Regions from separate parts of the Mus musculus genome. Here all the other regions are linked to region 4. Evidence: chromatin contacts called from public HiChIP or PLAC-seq and promoter capture Hi-C data. All regions are on one chromosome and are shown on one strand. The core of a region is the stretch at or near the end of the contact, and the rest is flanking DNA. Distances in the headings are between cores, read along the strand shown. Region 1 holds the start of Gpx4 (glutathione peroxidase 4). Region 2 holds the start of Bsg (basigin). Region 3 holds the start of Med16 (mediator complex subunit 16). Region 4 holds the start of Cactin (cactin, spliceosome C complex subunit). Region 5 holds the start of Atp5d (ATP synthase, H+ transporting, mitochondrial F1 complex, delta subunit).

Region 1 (2,700 bases), core at 10-2,509, 1.3 Mb after region 4:
GGGGAAGGCCAGGATTCGTAAACCACACTCAGCATATCGGGCATGCAGATCGACTAGCTGAGTGTAGTTTACGTCAGTTTTGCCTCATTGCGAGGCCACGTTGGTGACGATGCACACGAAACCCCTGGGAGAGAGAAAGAGTGGGAATGAAGCCAGTCAGGAAATCCCCATTTTCAGACCAGCCATGCACACCGCCCATATGACTAGAAACCCACCTGTACTTATCCAGGCAGACCATGTGCCCGTCGATGTCCTTGGCTGAGAATTCGTGCATGGAGCGCGCACAGCGCCAATCATCGCGGGATGCACACTGTAAAACAGGAAAACTGAGTGTCCTAACCCAGGTCCCCTAGGGGAGAAGAATCCGGTGCCAAAGAAAGAAAGTCCTGGGGCACTAGGTGGAGGAGTCTCAAGGTTCCTTCCATTAAGTACGCCCCTTTCAGGTCGTCCTGATAAGATCTGTGGACACCCCTAGAATATGCTACCAGGGAAGAGGACGGCAGGGGTATCCCTGGCCGCACACCAAGCCCAGGAACTCGGAGCTGTTGCAGTACTGGGGAGGCTCTTGCAGCAGAGGCCCCGGGTTGAAAGGTTCAGGAATGGGCTCCATCCGGCGAGGGCGCGCCCTCCTGCGGCGGCGCGCGCGCGCTTTCCTTCGCCGAGGGCCCGGGCGTTTCCTAGGACTTTGGCGTCCAGGTCCACGGCGTCGCCGGCCTCTCGGGGATCCGCCGCGCTGTCTGCAGCGTCCCCGCTTGCGGGCGGCCGCGCGGCCCATGCCCGCCGGTCTGTGCGTCCCAAGCACAGCGCGGGGACAAAGAGCCGGTAGCCAAGGCGCCGCCGACTGTGACGCACCAGGCCGGGCAGGGCGCGTGACCAGGTCAGAGCCCGCTATGGTGACCCCGACACCGGTTCTCACCGCCCAAGGACCTCCCGCGCCGAGGCCTAGCCTTGTTCAACCCCGGAGATGCCTATCAGGCTCCGCTTTCCCACCTGGGTGCCCCCTTCTCTAGCTAACCGATCCCACGACCCCTGATCTCCACCCTGGATACGGTGACCCGACTCCGAACCCCGCCCCCACCCGCGATCCTCCAAGTTCCCAGTAGCCCACCATGGTGCCTGCCAGACCAGGCGCAGCCAGAGCCCCGCACAGCAGTGCTGGCTTAAGTAAGCGGCTCAGACGGCCCCAGCTCATCTCGGCGGCCGGAGCCAGCGGCTCCTCCCCTCACGCAGCCGACCAATGGACGCGCGAGGCCGAGTATGGCTTGCCCGCCCTCGGGCACGCCCACTGACGTCTCTTATTGGTCAGATGCGCCTGCGCTAAGACGCGAGGCCCCTGCAGCCAATGGGAAGCCTGAATGAAGGGACGGCTTGGGCGGGGCTGGGCTTACGAGTTTGTTGTTATCAGCAACTGCGCATGCCCAGTGATAGGGACGCGGGAGAAACGGGAGCCGCGTTCTCGCGGACGACGCGTTGGAGGGCTGTGGACAGTTATCCGCGAGGTTGCCTGCAGCGGAGCAGGGTGCCAGGGCGCTTTGGGGAACCTCTGGGAATAGAAAGCGTGTCAAAGTCATCCCCTTAAAGAGCCCCTTTGAAAGTACAGGAGTCTCCTTTTTCTACTGGAAACAGAATCTCATGTAACCCAGGCTAGCCTTGGACTGTTTATATAGCAGAGGATGACCTTGAACCCCTGGACCGCCAGCCTCAGCCTACTGAGTGCTGGGATCTCGGTGTCGGCCAATCCCCACATCCCTTCCATTTCTATTTTCTTTATCAGAGGTTGCCTCCTGTAGCTCAGGCTAACCTAAACTATGGAATGGCAAAAGTGTGCTGCCATGAGGTGTAGGGATGGAACCCAGAACCTGCAGCATGCAAGTGAGGGCTCTCAACCCATTGAGTCCCGAACCCCAGATGTAGCTTCTCCCCCCCCCCTCGACCCCCAATTTTACAGTTCAGCCGGTCTTAGAACTCAGCAATCCTGCCTTAGACTCCTAGGTACTAGGGTGATAGATAGGTCAATGACACCAGGCCCTATCTTGTCACCTGTAGATATTGATTCCTGTGAAGTTGATTTGAGGGGGTGATAAGAGGGCTTGGTGAGAAAGCCATTGCCATGAAAACACAGGACTATGTCCCAATCGAAGCACCCACGCAATCTGGTGCACAAGGATGCTCTTGTAATTCCAGAACCTGCGATTCCGAGGCTGGAGCATCCCTGCAGCTAAGTCAGGTCACCCAAGTACTCGTGGTCAGAGAGAGAACCTGCCTCAAAACCAAGATGGAGATGGGCCTAGTGGTCACACTCTTAGCCCCAGCCCTTGGAGCCTAGAGGGCAGCCTGGTCTGGTAAGCAAGTTCCAGGTCAGCCAAGGCTACAGTGAACCCTGTGTCAGGAAAGCAAGGTGGCAAGAGACATATAAATAGTTACTATTGTCCTCAGAGGTCCCTGCCTACATCAAAGAAGCCACAGGTCTTAGGGGCCTAAGTGAGAAGCTGAAGGCCCAACAGTTCCTCCTGCAACTTCACCTATGGCCTTGTCCAGCCCCCACAGCTCTCAGCCCAGCACTGGGCCCTTTGCCCTCCCCGTGTCACAGGAGTGACTCAGGACATTCCTCAGCTCAGCTGCCTGTCCACGCCCTCGCCTGGACTCTAATCCCTTCAATCCTCTTTTTCTGAACCCTGGAGTAAGCCATCCGCGAGACAG
Region 2 (2,700 bases), core at 182-2,681, 1.6 Mb after region 4:
CCCATATGCCCAAACTTGTGGACCTCTCCCCAGGCACTTCTGTACCCCAAACCCTCTGAATCATCTCCCTGCCTGGTCCCCCAAGTATGGACACCCTGAAATGGTAGCTCCTCCTACTCTAGTCCCCCTAGTGACCCCAAACCTTGGAGACAGCCTTTGTAGGAAAGTCTATTTCGCATCCTCCCCTTGCCCAGATGGTAACACTAAAGTAACAGACCTCTCTAACTCCATGCCCTCCTAAATTAGGGACTGTGACCCTCACTCTGTTCCCTGAGTGGGGACACCAAGACTGCAGTTCCTTCGACTCCCAGGTCTTCCAAATTTGGGATCTCCCCAAGGTGGCAGCTTCTTTAGTCCCCAGATCTCTCCAATCCTGGAGGAAGCCACCTGCAACACTGCTGTCCCTCACCCCAGGTCCCACAAACCTCTCTCAGATGTCCTGCCAGATGTCCCTCTGGCCCATGGTTACTTTCCAGCCCTGTCTCTCAGGTGTGGAACCCTCAACGTGCTGACTTCTTTTATCTTCACTCTCCCAGGCCCCAACACCAGGAGGAGGTAAATTACTAGGGTTCCGTTCCAGCCCTGGTACGCAGGTGGAGACACCAAGATGGTCCAGACAGCTCCCTGGCCACGGACGCCCTCACTCACGTTGGAGATGTTGCCCCAGAGCCTTACTGTCTTCCAGCGTCAGGGTCACCTCTTCCCACACCTTCCCTAACTCCCCAAAACCTAAGCCAATTATAGTCATTGTTGTATCCCCAAACCTTCAGGGTCACGTCCCAGCCCTATTCCGGGAGCTGGGACAGTTAGGGAAGCGGCTCCTTCCATCTCCAGCTGACCAAAATCTGGGGTCATCCCATTCACTTCTGTAATCCAAATCCATCCAAATTACCTTCCAGCCCATGTCCTGGTGGGGACCACCACAAGGTGGCGGCTCCTTCCACCTCCGGTTCCCACAACCTTAGGACGTCTCCCCCAGAGTCCTAACCTTTGATTTGTCTCTCCAGGGCCTCATCTCTAAGATCACTCCCCTCCACCTCGATGCCCAGTCGAGGCTAGGTTCAACTCGAGGGTCACCCACAGCCACTGTTACTCCTCCACAATCTCCAAGCCTCGAGCCCGAGTAGGGAACCACCGAGTCCCCGAAATCGGAGGCTCACCTTAAGTCCGTGACCCCAGCCCGGTCCCAGCACCCCGCTCTTACCCGCCGCGCAGGCGCCTTGGCCGCTCAAGAGCGTGAAGGCCAGCGCCAGCAGCAGCGCCGCCGCCATGTCGCCTCGTCCAGGAGCTGCCCCACTGCGGCTCTATAAGAAGGGCGGGGCGCGCGCACGCAGGCACGCACGTACGCACGCACGCGGCGTCGCAGGGCGGGGCGCCAGGCACACAGGGAGTAGGCACGTACCCAGCGTCCGCCGCTCCCGCTCGCGCTACAGGAGCGGAGCGGGTGGAGAAGCGTTGGCACGTGACCACACAGGCCACACCCTCGAGGGGGTGGGGCCTGGAGCCTGGACTGCCCTTGAGCTCGCGCGCGCGCGCTCTCGCCTCGCTCGTGCTCTCCCTCTCTCCCCCCCTCCCTTACCCCCAATCTTTCCCCTCCCCTCTCCTTTCTCCCCTATCCCCGCTCTTCTCTACCCCCTCTCTCTCCTCTGTCTCTTTTTGAGACAGGGTTTCTCTGTGTAGCCCTGGCTGTCTTGAAACTTACTCTGTAGACCAAGCTGACCTCGAACTCAAACATCCACCTGCCTCTGCCTTTGGATGGAGTGCTGGGGTAAATGCCTGACCCACGATGCTCGGCTGTCCTTTTCAAAAACAAACAAACAAACAAACAAACAAACAAACAAACAAACCAAAACAAAAAAACCCTTACATTTCAGCCTGTTGGTGGTGGCACATGCCTTTTATATCCCAGCACTCGGGAGACACAAAGCAGGTGGACAGCCTAATCTATAGAGTGTGTACCACCAGGACAGCCAGAGCTGCAAGAGAAACCCTGTATCAAAAAACCAAAACCGAATAAAACCAAACCAATCAAAAACAAATTATATTTGAAGGTCGTGCACTGTGGCGCAGGCTTCTAACCCCAACATCGGGAGGCAGAGGCGAGGCAGGCATCTGAGTTTTGAGGACAGCTTGGGCTCTAGCTACGTAGCCAGTTCTAGACTAAGTTGTAAGGTCCTATCTCAAAAATGTATTTATTTGTGCTCGCTTCGGCAGCACATATACTAAAATTGGAACGATACAGAGAAGATTAGCATGGCCCCTGCGCAAGGATGACACGAAAATTCGTGAAGCCTTTAATATTAAAAAAAAAAAAAAAAAAAAAAAGGGGCTGGTGAGATGGCTCAGTGGGTAAGAGCACCCAACTGCTCTTCCAAAGGTCTGGAGTTCAAATCCCAGCAACCACATGGTGGCTCACAACCATCCGTAACGAGATCTGATGCCCTCTTCTGGTGTGTCTGAAGACAGCTACAGTGTACTTACATATAATAAATAAATAAATCTTTAAAAAAAAAAAGTATTTATTTGGGTGCTAGAGAGATGACTCAGTGACTAAGAGCACCGACTGCTCTTCCAGAGGTCCTGAGTTCAGTTCCCAGCAACCACATGGTGGCTCACAGCCATCTGTAATGGGATCTGACGCCCATTACAGATGAGGTTCTGGTGTGTCTGAAGAGAGCAACAGTGTACTCACATAAATAA
Region 3 (2,700 bases), core at 147-2,646, 1.4 Mb after region 4:
TGTGTATCTTGTCCCCAGCTCCCTAGGCCCTGCCTGCCTTTCAGACTGTCCTCTCCTCCTCCTTCTCCCCTCTCCTTATGCCAGGGGTCCAGGACTTCCAGCCAGAAGCCTCTGACCTTGTGTTCCCTGTCCCCTCCCCTGTCCCCTCTGCTGCTCAGCATAGCTGTGGTCACTGCAGAGGTCTTATATGTTCAGCAGGCCTGGCCCTCCTTCCCTTCCCCTTCTGTGTGATTCTTTGAGCTTGGGGGAAAGGGACGATTTTAATAAAGCCTTGGTGCTCGAGTCCTGTCCCCGTGTTTGTCTTTAGGTTTGGTGGGGGTGGGTGAGACTGGGAGATCACTGAGGGCACGAGCTAGCAAGCTGGACACGGGGGAACCTCAAAGTCTCTATAACATTAGTTCATTTTACAACATGTAAAATGCTTAAAGATGAGGTGCCAGGTTGGGGTTCGATGGGGAAAGCAATTGGTTAGCATGCTCAAAGCCCTGGGTTCCATCCCCAGCACCATTTAAACCACATGGTGACCAGTGACAAGTGATTTTGAGGCCAGCCTGGGCCATGTGGTAGACAGGTCTCATTGTTGGACACCTCTGAATCCTAGCACTCAGGAGCCAGAGGCTGATGGATCTCTGTGAGTTCAAGGCCAGCTAGTCTACATAGCCAGGGCCATACAGTGAGACCCTGCCTCAAACAACAGTCACTTGAGGGCCAGCAAAATGGTTAAGCACGTTAAGGTGCTTGCCGCCAAGCTTGATGATCTGAGAGCAAGAACCAACTCCTTGTCCTCTTACGTGCACTGTGGAAGGCACACTTATACACACACACACACACTCACACAGGAGCCCGTGGCTTGGTGGTACACCTCTGTCATCCCAGTAGGTAGGTAGAGGCAGTCACTGGAGAACCTCATCAGTGTCAGGCCAACCTGAGCTATACAGTGAGCAACGAGCTCTGCTGTCAAGAAACAAAATAGAAAAAACGTGAGTGAGCCTCCAATAGGATGTTAGGGTGCTTGTCAGTTCCTCTGAGGAACAAAATATGGAACGCTTCACGAATTTGCGTGTCATCCTTGCGCAGGGGCCATGCTAATCTTCTCTGTATCGTTCCAATTTTAGTATATGTGCTGCCGAAGCGAGCACAAACAAGGCTTTTCTCCAAGGGATATTTATAGTCTCAAAACACACAATTACTTTACAGTTAGGGTGAGTTTCCTTTTGTGCTGTTTTTTAAAATAATAATTTAGTATTTGTATCTCTTATAGAAATCCAAGCCTATCATGTAAAATGTAGCTAGTATTAAAAAGAACAGATTATCTGTCTTTTATCGCACATTAAGCCTCTATAGTTACTAGGAAATATTATATGCAAATTAACCGGGGCAGGGGAGTAGCCGAGCTTCTCCCACAAGTCTGTGCGAGGGGGCCGGCGCGGGCCTAGAGATGGCGGCGTCGGATCCCGGGCGTTGGGGCGAGTGTGGACCGCGGCCGCCGGGCCGACTGGGCGCCCGGGGCGGACAGGTTAGTACGGCGTGCGGGGTACGGGACTCGTGGCTGGTGCGTTTCAGGCTAAAACCGCGAGCGGAAGGCCGAGGGGCGGGGCTTGCGGGGTCAGAGGGCGGGCCTGGGAACAAAGCTTGCTGGGTAGAGGCCGTTGTGGGAGGGATGTGAATAGGGGGAGCCTAAGGCGACGGGGTTGAGGAGGGGGCGTGGTCCGAGGGGCTGAGCCTCCCTGGGAGGGGCGTGGCCTGAGTTCAGAAGTTGGATGGAGGGGCAGAGTCTGAAGAAATAAGACTGATAGAGAGGGATGTGGCCTAGGGAGCGGAGTCTAAGGTGGGCCGGGGTTGGGGGTGCTAAAGATCTGAGATCGATGCAGAGAGGTGACCTAGTAGTCACAAGCTGAGCAGAAACTGAGGCTGAATTTACCAGTTTGGTTTGGAGGCGGAGCCTAGGGTGATTAGACAATGTGGGTGGAGCTTAACGAGCTTGGGCGGGAGGTGGTGGAGGTGTGTGTGTTAAGACTCAGGATTTAGCCGGGTGTGGTGGTTCACGCCTTTAATCCCAGCATTTGGGAGGCAGAGGCTGCGGATTTCTGAGTTCGAGGCCAGCCTGGTCTACAACGTGAGTTCCAGGACAGCCAGAGCTATACAGAGAAACCCTGTCTCGAAAAACCAAAAAGAAAAAAAAAAAGACTCAGGCTTTTTGCCAGGCGCACGCCTTTAATCCCAGCACTTGGGAGGCAGAGGCAGGCGGATTTCAGAGTTCGAGGCCAGCCTGGTCTACAGAGTGAGTTCCAGGAGAGCCAGGGCTACACAGAGAAACCCTGTCTCAAAAAAAAAAAAACAAAAAAAGGCTCAGAATTTGAGCCTTGGATGTTAACTTGTTGAGAGTATTGTGTGGCATGGGCTGCTGCGGGGTCTAAGCTACTAGGTCCCAGGCAAGGCTTGGAGACTGAACTAGAGTGTAGACTGAGGCCCAGACTGAAGTGGTAGGGGTGGGCCCGGTTGTGTGTGTGGAGGGTGCTTAGCGTTTGTAGGCTGAGCTCAGGCTGATCTGGGTTGCCTAGGGAGGAGTGACCCCAGGCGGGGCATCATGGATTTTATAGCAGGGCTCTCGCTGGAGAACATTCTAGACACCCTTTAGCTGGGAGCTGCTATAGAGCACTGCCTCCCTTTTCCCCAGGAGCCAGGGACCGTGCTGGGTGC
Region 4 (2,700 bases), core at 19-2,518:
GTACTTGCCTAGAATTCTAGCCTCACCGGCCTGTAAATCACATTGCTCCCCACATGAGCTAGGCTGTCCTTCATAGTAGAGCTACACAAGTCCCAGGGCCATAACAGACAATACAGCAAGAGAAATGAAGGTTAAAAGTGAGGGAGTAGTTCTTTTTTATGTAGTTTTTATTTTCTTTTAATTTTTGATTTTTTTCGAGACAGGGCTGGCTTCTCTGTGTAGCCCTGGCTGTCCTGGAACTCAGAGACCCTCCTGTCTCTGCTTTCTGAGTGCTTGTTTTATTTTAAATATGACATCTACAATGCTATCAGGTGGGAACTCCCTCTACAGCCAGGCTGGTTCTTATCTGTCTCCTAAGTGTTGGGGTTACTGGTGTGTACAGTGCCGTCAAGTCCTGCTGAGATGACAGGTAGAAGGGATGAGAAATGACAGACGAGAGGCCCAATAGATGGACTCTCTGACAGCCCAGGAACCACGAAAGAGGAATACCACCAGGTAGTATTTTGAGGACATGAGTTCGAATCCCCAGTACCCACAGTAAAAGATAGATGTGGCTGTTCGGGCTTGTATCTCCAGTGCTGTATGAACGGTGTCCTGATTAGGCTTTGGTCAACTTGTTAGAAGTACTGCCAGTTGAGAAGAAGGGCTGTCAACTGAGCAGAATTAACTATGAGGAAATGCAAAAAACCTTAACTGTGAGGCAATGGCTTGTAATCCCGAGCATTCCAGAGGCTGACGCAGGAGGCCAGCCCGGGACAAGACAATGTCTATGAATGCAGAGGTGGCGAGTGGAGTCATTCGGTCCCCTATGCTCATGGCCCGCGGTCCCCGGAAGTCTCCTTTGCCCCGGCGCAGCCCGGCATCTCGGATACTGCCCCGCCTGTCCCTCGGCTCCCAGGCCCGAGCAGCCCCCAGGACGCTCACCTGCGCCCTCGGCTGCGCCGCTTGCGTTCGCGCCGCCGCTCGTGTTCCCGTCGCCTTCGGCTGCTCCGCCCATGGCTCCGGCTCCGGCTCCGGCTCCGACTCCGACTCCGACTCCGACTCCGACTCCGGCTGCGGCTCCGGCCCCGGCTTCGACTCCGCTGCTTCCGACCCCTGCGACCCACAGACCGTGAGCGCGAGCGAGAGTCCCGACCCATTTGGCGGCCCGCGCCGCGCATGCGCGCGCGTAAACAACCAGGAAGCTTGGCGCCGGGGGCTTTCCTTTGGCGCGGCGCTCTAAGGACTGTCCAAAGTGCGCCTGATCACAGGGAATGACTTACTCCCTCTAACCGGGACTCCAGGGACAACATAACCCGAGATTTCTCCGGAGTTCTCAAGCTGGGAACACATAGTAGATTCCTAACGGGACGCCGTTAGAACTAGCGGATTGACGCTCCATTCATGCAGTGAAGGAGACTGACCTAGGTGGGCCCTCCCTCGCGCCCTAGGTGACCGGCGAGTAGCGTGCTTAGGGAGGCGGAGCTACGAGGCGGTTGTTCCAGGGCGGAAGAGGCGCCTAGTGGGCGGAGCCTGCACTTGCATGGGCAGTGCCCTAGGGGCGGAGCCTAGTAGAGGAGCTTATGGGGAAAGAATAGGGCTGGGTTAGGCGGGGCTTACGGAGATCGACAACTGTAGATCGGGAGACCCGGCCGGGGACCTGCGCTGGGCGTGGCCTGAGAAGGAACGCAAGAATGGCGGTTACGGGAGCCGGGGTGGGCGGGGTCTGGTAAACTAGATTGACAGGCGTAGACCAATGGGCGGAGGAGTGCATATCAGGATTTGAGAGGGTGGAAGAGGGGCTGATTGAGGCAAGATTGACATCTGTAACTACGAACTGTGAATGGGTACGGGCAGGATATGTAGTCGAGAGTGGCCGACTGAGGAGTGGGAGGAAGTAGAGCGGCGGTGGGCGGGACCTTGGGGGCGAGATGGACACATTGGATCTGAGGGCGGGGCCAATGAACCCAGAAACTGCGCTTAGGGGTCTTGCTGGGCTTGGAAAAGGACGTCAAAGGGGCGTGGCTAGAGTGGGCGGAACTTAAACCTGCAGGGCCCGGTGTACTTCTAAAAATTGAAACCCGGAGACCCAAGCGCTCGCGGGAGTCCTCGGTTTCTAGGGTAGCCTTGTAGCAACCGGTTCCGAGCTAATAAAACAACAGGACATGAACAGACAGTCTCTGGCTGACTCCAGGACGAGTCTGAGTACTACTACGCCCGCCAGCTTGCGTACTGCGCTCAACTTGTGGCTAATCTATGGATAGGGAAGTTTAGGCTTGGAGAAAGGAAGTCATCTGCGAATTGGGATTCATCATGTGGGATCCAGGGAGGGTTTAGAGCGGGGGAGACAAAACACGTGGTGCCCACCCTTCGCCTGCTCTCCCATCGCACGCACGCATAAGTCACCGGAGAGGAGCTGTTTCTTATTAGAGATTTATTACAGATCTCAAAAAGAGGGGCTGTGACAGGTGGGGCGGGGACCTGGACTGCATACATTTGCCGGCTGCGCTGGAGGGACAGGCCCCTCTGGTTGGTGCCAAGAGGACACTGTGCTTGGATTGTCAAACACCAGACCACATAGGCTGAGGACGAGGGATCCCAAGTCCTGATGAGTAAGACACACGAGGTTTGTAGTTTACAGAATGGATTCAACAATAAAAACAGGATTGGGGGGAGGATGTGCGATGCGATTTTTAACCACCGGAGAGTGGAGCTAGGGGT
Region 5 (2,700 bases), core at 106-2,605, 1.2 Mb after region 4:
AGGTGACTGAAACAGAGGGCAATGCAGTGTAGTGCAGCGTGCTGATCCAGCCCCTGGTATGGGGTTTCTGAGAAACCCAAAGGCTGTCTCACAACCACTCAGGAAGTTGCTATGAGGTAGTCAAAAGTGTAAAACCAACCCAGGCTTACAAATAGCATGGCTGTAAGTTGGTAAAACCTTGGCTAAGGTCTATCCAATTAAGGATATTAGGTCCAGGGCTGGAGAGATGGCTCAGTGGGTAAGAGCACTTCCGAAGGTCCTGAGTTCAAATCTCAGCAACCACATGGTGGCTCACAACCACCCATAATGAGAACTGATGCCCTCTTCTGGTTTGTCTGAAAACAAACAGTTTACTTACATACAATAAATAAGTAAATCTTTAAAGAAAAAAAAAAAAAAGGATATTTGGTCCAGGCAAACCCAACAGGATGAGGAGCTTCGGTCAATCCCAGGTGACCCCAACAGTGGCCAGGCTTCTGTTCTGAGTCCAAATCTCCTTCAGGATCTGGGTCCAGGCAATTTCCAAGAGCTCCAGGTCTGGGTACTGGTGACCCCTATCTGGGCAACAGCTTGGGGACTTGGGGAATCCCCCACGGGTAGAAACTGTGAGCCATGTAAAACCCAAAGGCATTGCTCTGTGCTCCATTGTTCATCCTAGCTCCAAGTGACACCACCTAAGCCTTGAGTAGAGCCTGGGGTTCATATCAATCTCGGGTACAACACCCAAGGACAGGGCCTGAGTGACCACCACCAAGGTGTAGAGCCTAGAACACCCCAAAACAGAAGGGTTTGTGAAGGCAAAATCTGGGTTCCAGATATAGGTGATCCACCTCCCAGAGGGTGGAGTCTTATGTCCAGGTGACGCCCTTAGGGGTGGAGCATGAAGTTTCAGTGAACACTGAGGTCGAGCCCTGGGTCCAGGTGACCCCATCCAGGGGTGAGGTCTGGGGTGGGGGGAGGTTCACAGGGCCCCATGGGGATGAAACAAATGACCTAATACAAGAGAACCTCTTCCACGGGTCAGATCAGGGGCTTGACGAGTCTGGGGGATGTGAGTTCGTACCTGCGTCGGGGAGGCAAAGGTGAAGGACATCTGTCCGGGCCCGGCGGCGGGGGCAGGTGCAGCGGCGGCCTCGGCGTATGTACGCGCCTGAAGCATCAGGCGGCGCAGGCCCGGGTGACGAAGCAGTGAGGCGGGCAACATGGTGGCGGAAAAGTCAGTGGACTCTAGCTTCGCGGGCGGCCGACACACTGGGCAAGCGAGGCGGCCTTCAGGGAGGGAGAAGGACGACGCGCGGTGCCTTCTGGGAGGCGCAGTTCCCACAAGAACGCACGCGCACAGGATTCTCCGAAGGCTGCGCGATGCAGTACGCGCTGAGCATTCTGGGAGGTATACTTTCCCTTGGCCCCACCCCTTGCAGTGATGCCTAGAAGTGGGATCCTCCTATGCCGGGTGGGTCATTCTGGGAATTGTAGTTTTCTTCGCCTTCTAACAGCAAACGACTCTGGGTTCTTGGGATGCGGTTCTTTCTGCAAACGAACATATTCCCTCAGGAGGGGAATGTTTGCGCGGAAATGATATGGGCTTGATATCAGGTGCCAAGCATTCGAGGCCCAGAAGAAGCAAACCTGTAACGTGTTGGAACAGAAGAATTAAAATGTAGAGTGCGGTGACACACTCTTGCAATCCCCGCACTCGGAACAACCTATTTCCAAAAGTGCATCAAATATAGATGGGCAGTGGTGGCGCGTGCCTTTATTCCCAGCACTTGGGAGGCAGAGGCAGGCGGCTTTCTGAGTTTGAGACCAGCCTGGTCTACAGAGTGAGTTCCAGGACAGCCAACAGCCAGGATTATACAGAAAAATCCTATCTCGAAACACACACACACACACACACACACACACACACACACACACATATATATATATGCATATGCCAGGCGCAGTTAATCCCAACTCCCCGGAGGAAGACTCAAGCGGGGCTCCATGAGTTTGAGACCAACCAGGACTACATCATGAGAAGCTGCTAAATAAATAATTAAATTTCATGATGCCCGCTGCGGTGCGTGCTGGGGAGAGGTCGTGCCAGGAAAGAAGTGCACCGGATGGCGGCAGAGGGCGCGCGAAACCTGGAGATGTACTCGCTCTTCTCCGCAGTCCCCTCCCTGCGGGCCTCCGCCCCTGCGTGCCACTGACGCAGGAGCCCGTGCGCAGGCGGCCAAGGGGCCCCACTGACGCCAGTCTTGTCCGCGCAGCCTCGCTCTCGGTCATGACGTCATCACCCTGCCCCCGCACTCACGCAGGTTCCGGCCTCCGCTCAGCTCTTGGTCCCCATGCCCCACCACGTAGGTTCACAGAAAATGCAGGCATAGGCTTGATGGGGCAAACAGAAGGAAAGCCATTAGCTTTGTTGGATCTTAGAGGAGCAGCTGGCAGCTAGAGGGTCGTGGTCACCCTTGAACCAGAGCCTGGCAGATGCAAGACTACAAGCTAGACTACAAACTTATTCTACTAACTAGAGACTCTGGCACGCAGACCTGCTCAAAAGCCAGCAGTCCTGGCCTTAATCAATCTCTATGAGAGACACCTAGTTCCCAGTCTCTATAATCTGGACAGTTTCCCTGGGCAGTGGGCAGCTAGAAACCCCATTCCCTTCCCTACTCCAGCTCTTAAACAGATACACACGCGCGCGCGCACACA

What was found. Promoter capture Hi-C pulls out the DNA fragments that hold promoters and counts their contacts. HiChIP or PLAC-seq counts read pairs in DNA pulled down with a chosen protein or histone mark.
Region 1: a contact with region 4 is called in a promoter capture Hi-C map of liver, with 6 times the contacts expected there. The contact joins the promoter of Gpx4 here to the promoter of Cactin in region 4. A contact is called at or near these places in 2 of 39 promoter capture datasets (cranial neural crest and liver), 1 of 484 Hi-C or Micro-C datasets (B cells), 1 of 115 datasets of contacts at active chromatin or transcription factors (pancreatic cancer cells) and 1 of 9 other capture datasets (liver).
Region 2: a FOXA1 HiChIP or PLAC-seq map of pancreatic cancer cells shows a contact between it and region 4. The contact joins the promoter of Bsg here to the promoter of Cactin in region 4. A contact is called at or near these places in 2 of 39 promoter capture datasets (cranial neural crest and second pharyngeal arch cranial neural crest) and 1 of 115 datasets of contacts at active chromatin or transcription factors (pancreatic cancer cells).
Region 3: a contact with region 4 is called in a promoter capture Hi-C map of liver, with 6 times the contacts expected there. The contact joins the promoter of Med16 here to the promoter of Cactin in region 4. A contact is called at or near these places in 6 of 39 promoter capture datasets (the C10 cell line, cranial neural crest, hippocampal neurons and 2 more), 1 of 115 datasets of contacts at active chromatin or transcription factors (pancreatic cancer cells) and 2 of 9 other capture datasets (adipose tissue and macrophages).
Region 5: a promoter capture Hi-C map of hippocampal neurons shows a contact between it and region 4, with 3 times the contacts expected there. The contact joins the promoter of Atp5d here to the promoter of Cactin in region 4. A contact is called at or near these places in 4 of 39 promoter capture datasets (embryonic stem cells, hippocampal neurons and liver), 1 of 484 Hi-C or Micro-C datasets (B cells), 4 of 115 datasets of contacts at active chromatin or transcription factors (astrocytes, cardiomyocytes, kidney and 1 more) and 1 of 9 other capture datasets (liver).

Annotation. Positions count from the first base shown.
Region 1 is chr10:80,052,124-80,054,823 of GRCm38.p6, reverse strand. Gpx4 (glutathione peroxidase 4) reads right to left here and starts at 1,259. Exons shown (of 7, transcript NM_008162.4): 1 at 1,109-1,259; 2 at 216-310; 3 at 1-124. The coding sequence starts at 1,192.
Region 2 is chr10:79,703,089-79,705,788 of GRCm38.p6, reverse strand. Bsg (basigin) reads right to left here and starts at 1,431. Exons shown (of 8, transcript NM_009768.2): 1 at 1,205-1,431. The coding sequence starts at 1,271. Gm25794 (a small nuclear RNA gene) reads left to right here and starts at 2,199; the gene lies at 2,199-2,305.
Region 3 is chr10:79,907,634-79,910,333 of GRCm38.p6, reverse strand. Med16 (mediator complex subunit 16) reads left to right here and starts at 1,396. Exons shown (of 15, transcript NM_198107.2): 1 at 1,396-1,516; 2 at 2,678-2,700. The coding sequence starts at 1,439. R3hdm4 (R3H domain containing 4) reads left to right here. Exons shown (of 8, transcript NM_177994.5): 8 at 1-282. Gm24019 (a small nuclear RNA gene) reads right to left here and starts at 1,139; the gene lies at 1,033-1,139.
Region 4 is chr10:81,319,671-81,322,370 of GRCm38.p6, reverse strand. It overlaps Cactin (cactin, spliceosome C complex subunit), which reads right to left and starts at 1,268. Exons shown (of 9, transcript NM_027381.2): 1 at 925-1,268. The coding sequence starts at 1,160. It overlaps Pip5k1c (phosphatidylinositol-4-phosphate 5-kinase, type 1 gamma), which reads right to left. Exons shown (of 18, transcript NM_008844.3): 18 at 2,397-2,700.
Region 5 is chr10:80,140,970-80,143,669 of GRCm38.p6, reverse strand. Atp5d (ATP synthase, H+ transporting, mitochondrial F1 complex, delta subunit) reads right to left here and starts at 1,355. Exons shown (of 4, transcript NM_025313.2): 1 at 1,064-1,355. The coding sequence starts at 1,204.